Regions from separate parts of the Mus musculus genome. Here region 1 is linked to region 2. Evidence: chromatin contacts called from public HiChIP or PLAC-seq data. All regions are on one chromosome and are shown on one strand. The core of a region is the stretch at or near the end of the contact, and the rest is flanking DNA. Distances in the headings are between cores, read along the strand shown. Region 1 overlaps Rnf130 (ring finger protein 130). Region 2 has its middle 43 kb from the start of Rnf130.

Region 1 (3,342 bases), core at 320-2,819, 100 kb before region 2:
CTGTCTGTCCTTCAGTCACTGAGAAGCCTCTGGGGTCTTCCCCCAGTGCAGGTCAGCACTTCTCCCTCCCATTTGTAAATCTTGGTTACTAAGCATTTAAGATTGTTACATCTTCTTGTTTAAGTGACTGCTTTATTAAGAATAACTTTGATCTCCAGTGTGATGGCTATTTCTGGTTGTCAACTTGACTACATCTGGAATGAACTACAATCTAGAAATGAAAGACACACCTGTGATCCAGATCTTAAGGCTGGAAGACATAGGCTTCTGACCTGGATCTTGACATGGAGATCTTGAGACATAGTAGCCATGAAACGCTTAGGTCCAGGCAAGGTAGTGCACACCTTTAATTCCAAGAGTCTGAAGCAAGCATATCTCTGAGTTCAAGGTCAACTTGGGACAAACCAAGTCCCAGGAAGGCATGGCGCAAGAGGAGCTGAGAGTTCTACATCTTCATCTGAAGGCCTCTAGAAGACTGGCTTCCAGGCAGTTAGTTAGGACCAGGGTCTTAAAGCCTACATCCACAGTGACACACTTCCTCTAACAAGGCCATACCTATTCTAACAAGGCTACACCTCCAAATAGTGCCACTCACTAGGCCAAGCATATACAAACCATCACACCCAGTGACAGCTCTGCTTTGAATTTTACACTGGCATTAATGTAATTTAATTAACTTAACCACTTAAGGTTTATTTTCATTTGTGTTCTAAGGTATGGCTCGTTCAAGTCTTTTTATATATTTGCATTTCTCACACAAGCCATGCTTCTGAAATACCTCCTTAGCCCATGCATTTTTTTTTAAAGATTTATTTATTTATTATATGTAAGTACACTGTAGCTGTCTTCAGACACTCCAGAAGAGGGCGTCAGATCTTGTTACAGATGGTTGTGAGCCACCATGTGGTTGCTGGGATTTGAACTCCGGACCTTCGGAAGAGCAGTTGGGTGCTCTTACCCACTGAGCCATCTCACCAGCCCTAGCCCATGCATTTTTATATTTAAATTTTTTAGTAGGCAGCACATAAATGGTTCTTGCTTTAAAAAAAAAAAAATCCATTATCTCAATCTCTGCTTTCAAGTGATGTGTTTACCCCAAGTATTTCAGATCCCAGGATTAGTGGATCTTTTTTTAATCTGTAAGTCTATCCACCTGAAACTTGCTTCCTACTCCATGTCCTTTTCTTCTCCTCTCCTGGGCACTGTTATAACACTTACAGTTCTTACTTTGATTAATTTTGTGTCTGTATACATGGGACTGAACTCCAGGCCTCAGGCTTGTACAGCAAATGCCTTTAAGGACTGAGCCTCCTCAATGACCTCAGTTATGTAATTCTTTATCCTATTATTCTAGTAGCTGTTTTAGAGTTAATACATATTTTTAACCAGTTAAATCACTGTGCTTTTTTAAAAGTATATATATTTCTGGGTCTCTCACAATCACATTTGAGAGAAGGTCTCACTCTATATTCAAGGCTGACATGAAATTTACAAGTAGCCAGCCTGGCCTTAATTTCATGCAATCATTTGGCCTCAGCCTCCCAGCCACTAAGATCCTGGTGTGAACCACCATGCTGTCAGTACACTGTTATTCTTCCTCTTTTGTGCTATCGGCACCACTCCTTCTGCTTCTTCAAATTCTATAAAATCAACAAAATACATTAATCTCATTTCACAGTTTTTAAAAATTAAAAATTGTGATTAACATGTATGTAGCATGAAATTTACCATCTTAAACATTTGTGGCTCAGTGAATTAAGTATATTTGTGGCTGCATCCAATCTCACTCCCATAGCTCTTGGTAATCACTACTATGATTTTCTGTATTCTAGGTAGCTTACAGAAGAACCACACGGTATTTGTGACCAGCATACTTCATTCTGCACAGCACTTCCCAAGGCTCACTGCTGTGGCAGCATGCCTCAGAATTTCTCTCCTTTCTGAAGCTGAATGACGCTCCACTTGTGTGTGTGTATACATTTTCTTGATAAAGGCTCTTGCTACATAGCCTATGTGGGTATCACATTTGACAGTCTCTGCCTAAGCTTTGCAAGTGCTGGAGTTACAGATATGTGCACATATCACATTTTATTCATGTGCAGATAAACTCTGGAGCTGCCTCAACTTTCTGACTAATGTTTATTATGTTGCTATTAAAAATATATCTGAAAAAACAAAAAACAAAAAAACAGATCTGAAGTTGGGCGTGGTGGCACACGCCTTTAATCCCAGTACTCGGGAGGCAGAGGCAGGAGGATTTCTGAGTTCGAGGCCAGCCTGGTCTACAAAGTGAGTGCCAGGACAGCCAGGGCTACACAGAGAAACCCTGTCTCGAAAAAAACAAAATAAAAAAAAATATATATCTGAATTCCTGCTAATGTCTATCATTTGTAGAAACATTATACACATTTCCATAGTATATCCACTACTTATTTATCAATTTACTTATTTACTGGCAATGCACCAGCTTCATTCCTTGTACCCATGCCAGCAGTTATTTTCTGCTGTTCTTATAACTCTCTCCCTCTCTCTCCCTCTCTCTGTCTTAAGCACCCTGACAGGTATGAAGTAATTCTTCAACATGACTTTTTCATTTGTACTTTCCTAATTAATGATGGCTATGCATCTTTCATCTGTCTATTGGCCATTTTCATATTCTCTTTGGAGAAATTTGTTTTCATCTTTTGCCTTTTTTAAAATCATTTTTTTGTTAATGAAATGTACGAGTTCTTCATTTATAGTGCTTTAATGCTTTATAAAATCTACGTTACCATTTCATTACATTTCAAGGATGCCTTTCTAGTTTGTTCATTGTATCCTGTGGAGGAATCTTTGATTTTGACATAATCTAACACTATCACTTTTACTTTTATTATCTGCGCTTCTGGTTATATCCAAGAATCAATGTCAAATCAAAGATCCTGCTGTCCTGGTATTAAAGTCTTTATGGATCTTATGTTTAAAGCTTGGTTCATTTTAATTTTCATGTACAGTTCAAGAATCTCATGCTTTTGTTTGTGGACCTCAGATTTCTCCAGCACCACGATTGAGGATCAAGCAATCTCAGTGCTCATGCTGAAAGTCATCTGGCCAAACTCCCACAGGTCCTCATATTATACGTATTACAACAGCACCACATTAATATACTTTGTATATTTTATACCAGCATCACACTGATTTAGCTCTGCAAAAAGTTTCAAATCACAAAGTTGGAGGAGACCTTTGATCTTTTTTAAAAACTACTGTTTTGGATATCTGGGATCTCTTGATATTTTGTATAAATATTATAGTGGATTTCTCTGGCCATTTCAGTAAGGACTGACATTTAGGAGTTTAATGGGG
Region 2 (3,427 bases), core at 874-3,373:
TGGGCACTGGGCATTTAGAGTATGGCCCTGGGCATGTATGTGGTCAGTCTGAAAGGACAATGGCTTGCCCAGTGAGCCCTGTGACTGTCTCCCATCCCTCCATTAGCTGTCTGCCTTTGCTGGTATCGCATCTAGCTGCTACACTCCAGCTCACTGAAGTCTAACAGGTCTGCTGTTCACAACAATGTCTGGGGCCGTGGATTGCTGCAAAGGCTGACAGCTGAAGTGCAGGCTCTGTCCCAGGGGCAGGCTGTTCAGATCCCAGGAGGGCTCCCTGTGGCTTACATTGTTTTTCAGTGATTTGCTTTGGTAAGCTGTTTGCCTTACGCTTAGCTTATTGGGATTTTGTAGCTGTGGCCTTCTATTAATTTCTTGCTACTGAGATCTTTAGTGGTTTTGAAATTATCCTTGGGTTTGAAGTAGTCTTTGAAGAGTTTAAGAGACGCCTGTGCTTACAGCTTGATCATGGCCCCCTTTCTCAGGGTGACACCCTTGCTTTTTGCGTTGAATACTAAATGGGACATCTTTCTGTCTCTTTTCTTTCCTCTCTCCCTCCCTCTCTCCCTCCCTCCCTCCGTCCCTCCCTCCCTCCCTCCCTTCCTTCCTTTCTCCACAGCAAGGTATTTCCACCACATGGGTGAGCTACTGTGAGTGTGAGCAGGGCCCCTGACACTCCCAGAGGAAGCAGCGAGGACCATCTATTCTCTGCATGGGGCTGTGTGCAGGAAGGGCTCCTTACCTCTCTGCTTTGCTCAGTCGAGGCTGCACCTTAGTAGAGCTGGACCCCCAGTGGGAGAGCCTGGCAGCCTGTCTTCTTTGTAGGGCTGAATCCTGTCGGGCTTTGTGTTCTTGGCTGTGCCCTTTGGAGTTGACTTGTGTTGTTGCTCATGAGAGGAAGTGGTCACGGTTCAAATGTCACAAGACTCATAGTTTATACAGTTTTAGTAAATTTTCTTGTCTCTTTTGTTTTGATGTGTGTGTGTGTGTGTGTGTGTGCATGTGGATGCAGATGTGTGTTTGGGTGTACTTGTACATGAGAATGGAGTGCAGATGTCAATATTTGATGTCTTCTGTTAGCCTCTGCTTTATTCATATTTGTTTGTTTGTCTATTTATTTATTTTGGTTTTTAGAAACAGGGTTTATTTATTTGTTTGTTCATTTTGACTTCCTGAGACAGGGTTTTTCTGTGTAGCCCTGGATATCCTGGCAGCTACTCTGTAGATCCGGCTGGACTCGAACTCAGAGCTCATCTGCCTCTACCTCCCCAGTGCTGGGATTAAAGATGAACACTACCACCGCCCGGCTTCCACTTCCTTCTTTTGAGACAGGGTGATTCACTGAATCTGGAGTTCATCATTTTGGCTAGACTGTCTGGCCAGTGGGCTCCTGGGACCTGACCGTCTCTTTTCCTCTGGTGCTGGTGTGCACAGATATGTGCTGCTATGCCTGGCTTTTTTCCTGGGTGCTGATGTGAACTCAGGTCCTCGTGCTTGGCCAGCAAATACTTTACACACGGATCCATCTCCAAAGTGCAGACTTCCCTGAGTAAACTTTCTTGAGTTGCTCCATGATGTAAGATAATTTCTAGAGGATTTAGAAGAAGTCATTTTCACCACATATAGTTACTTCACTCTGTACCTTATCCACAGAGCTTTTTCTAACAGCACGTGGCTCTAGGCAAGACCACAGGCTCTTTGTTCTGGGCATCGAAGTGGGAACCCTCATTTCAAATTATTAGAATGTTTTTGAAGTGCTGTGGGCTGAACTCAGGACTTTGAACATTGTAGGCAAGTCATTTACCACTGAGATCCATACCCCAGCCCCAAGGGACTGGAGGGAGAAAGGGTTTATTTTATTTTATTTTTTTGAGATACGGTCTTGCTATGTATGTAGCCCAGGCTGGCCTTGGACTGTTGATCCTTGTGCCTAACCAACCGAGTGTTAGGGTCACAGACCCACAACCCCATCTGGCTTAGAGATTCAGTTCTTGTCCAAGTATTATTTGTAATAACTCGGAGCGTGTTGCAAAGCTTGTCACAAAAGCCTCTACTTCCTGTCTCCCAGCTTTCTCCCTTATCTCTACTCCGCAGAGGCCTTCTGCAGTTACAGGAGCGCCTCACCTGCCAGCCTACTCTTTACTGAGGCTTCTCCTGGTGCCCTGTTGTCTCCCTTGCCCCACCCCCAGCCCCTCTCTTACTGCCAGCCCACTCTCTCTCCAAGGCTTCATTTTCTTGTGTTGGAGTGTTGAGCCTTGTCATTTACTTGGTGGCATGTACCTTGCTGTAGGAACATATGCTGGTGGAGCTTTGAGCAGGACTCCTGAGCCATGCTGGTGGGGTATGGCTAGCCACAGCCACCATTGGGGGTCATGGGAATTTCTTCTTATCAGGGCCTAAAGCACCCTTATCGCAGCTGTGGAGGTTGAGCCCTGTGACAACCGAGTTTAGATTCTTATTTAGGAATGCTGGTCTGGTTCCAATCTTTTCTCTCTCAAACAGCTCTGCAGCAAAAGTCTGTGAGCCTAGTGGCCAGATGAGTCACTAGGGGTGGCAGCCACAGGCAGCAAACATTTGTAATTTTGGTGGCATCTCTCCACTGTGGTTTGGCTACTGTGTTACCACCCAGAGCTCCGTGGGTTAGAGGCTTGGTACCTGGATGTTGGCACTGCAGAGTGTAAAGCTACCTTTTTGTTTTGTTTTGTTGTTTTTCAAGACGGGGTTTCTCTGTGTAGCCCTGGCTGTCCTGGAACTTGCTCTGTAGATCAGGCTGGCCTCGAACTCACAGAGATCTGCCTGCTTTTGCCTTCTGAGTGCCTGGGTTAAAGGTGTGTGCCACCCCACCCCCCAGCAGGTTCAAGAGCTTTAAGAGGAACATCCTAATTCGGTCTCTGTGGCAGTCAAGGGTATGACTCTCTCTGTGAGGCCTCTTGGTGATTATGGGGAGGAGCTCTCGGGCACTGTGTAGAGTTCGTAATCCTTTACTCTCGTAATCCTCCAACATTGCAATCTGCCCTGTATGTCACAGCAAGACACTTCCCAGAGCTGAGTCAATTCAGGTGCCGTGTCCCTGGCCTTCTGTGACCCAACCAGACCTCCTCATTAAGTTAGCTTCTTCAAGTATTTTGTCAAATGGTTAAACAGTGACTGACACCCTGTCAAAGTCACATCTTTGGAATGTGTCAATGTACACTATAAACAGTGACACTTGGGCAGAGTTCACAGAAGGCTAGATGCAGACAAGTCAATGGGTACAATGAAGGCCCAAGGGCTGATGCATGCCCCAAACCCCAGGGGACCTGAGGGGGAGGAGTTACAGGAGGCAGAGAAGACCATCTTGGCCGGATGCTGCCAGAACCCTTTCAGAATTCTAAGGATTCCCCACAGGCCCCTGAAGTTGTCTGTGTGGCCAGGAGGCAGGGACAGAGAC

The links. HiChIP or PLAC-seq counts read pairs in DNA pulled down with a chosen protein or histone mark.
Region 1: an H3K4me3 HiChIP or PLAC-seq map of bone marrow-derived macrophages shows a contact between it and region 2, with 4 times the contacts expected there. The contact joins two enhancer-like sites. A contact is called at or near these places in 3 of 39 promoter capture datasets (the HPC-7 cell line and cranial neural crest), 4 of 15 datasets of contacts at CTCF or cohesin (CD8 T cells, the G1E-ER4 cell line, the NIH/3T3 cell line and 1 more), 6 of 484 Hi-C or Micro-C datasets (LSK cells, Sertoli cells, bone marrow-derived macrophages and 2 more), 4 of 115 datasets of contacts at active chromatin or transcription factors (CD8 T cells, the HPC-7 cell line, bone marrow-derived macrophages and 1 more) and 4 of 9 other capture datasets (adipose tissue, embryonic stem cells, liver and 1 more).

What each region holds. Positions count from the first base shown.
Region 1 is chr11:50,080,243-50,083,584 of GRCm38.p6, reverse strand. All of the region lies in intron 3 of Rnf130 (ring finger protein 130), which reads right to left. Among named protein-coding and RNA genes, the nearest start is that of Mir340, 12 kb to the right of the region's middle. Within about 2 kb of position 1,569, at least 2 of the 459 cell types and tissues checked have an H3K27ac peak or open chromatin away from gene starts, as enhancers often do. A contact at or near this core is called in bone marrow-derived macrophages, where this site is marked.
Region 2 is chr11:49,980,532-49,983,958 of GRCm38.p6, reverse strand. No RefSeq gene overlaps it. Among named protein-coding and RNA genes, the nearest start is that of Rnf130, 43 kb to the left of the region's middle. Within about 2 kb of position 2,123, at least 68 of the 459 cell types and tissues checked have an H3K27ac peak or open chromatin away from gene starts, as enhancers often do. A contact at or near this core is called in bone marrow-derived macrophages, where this site is marked.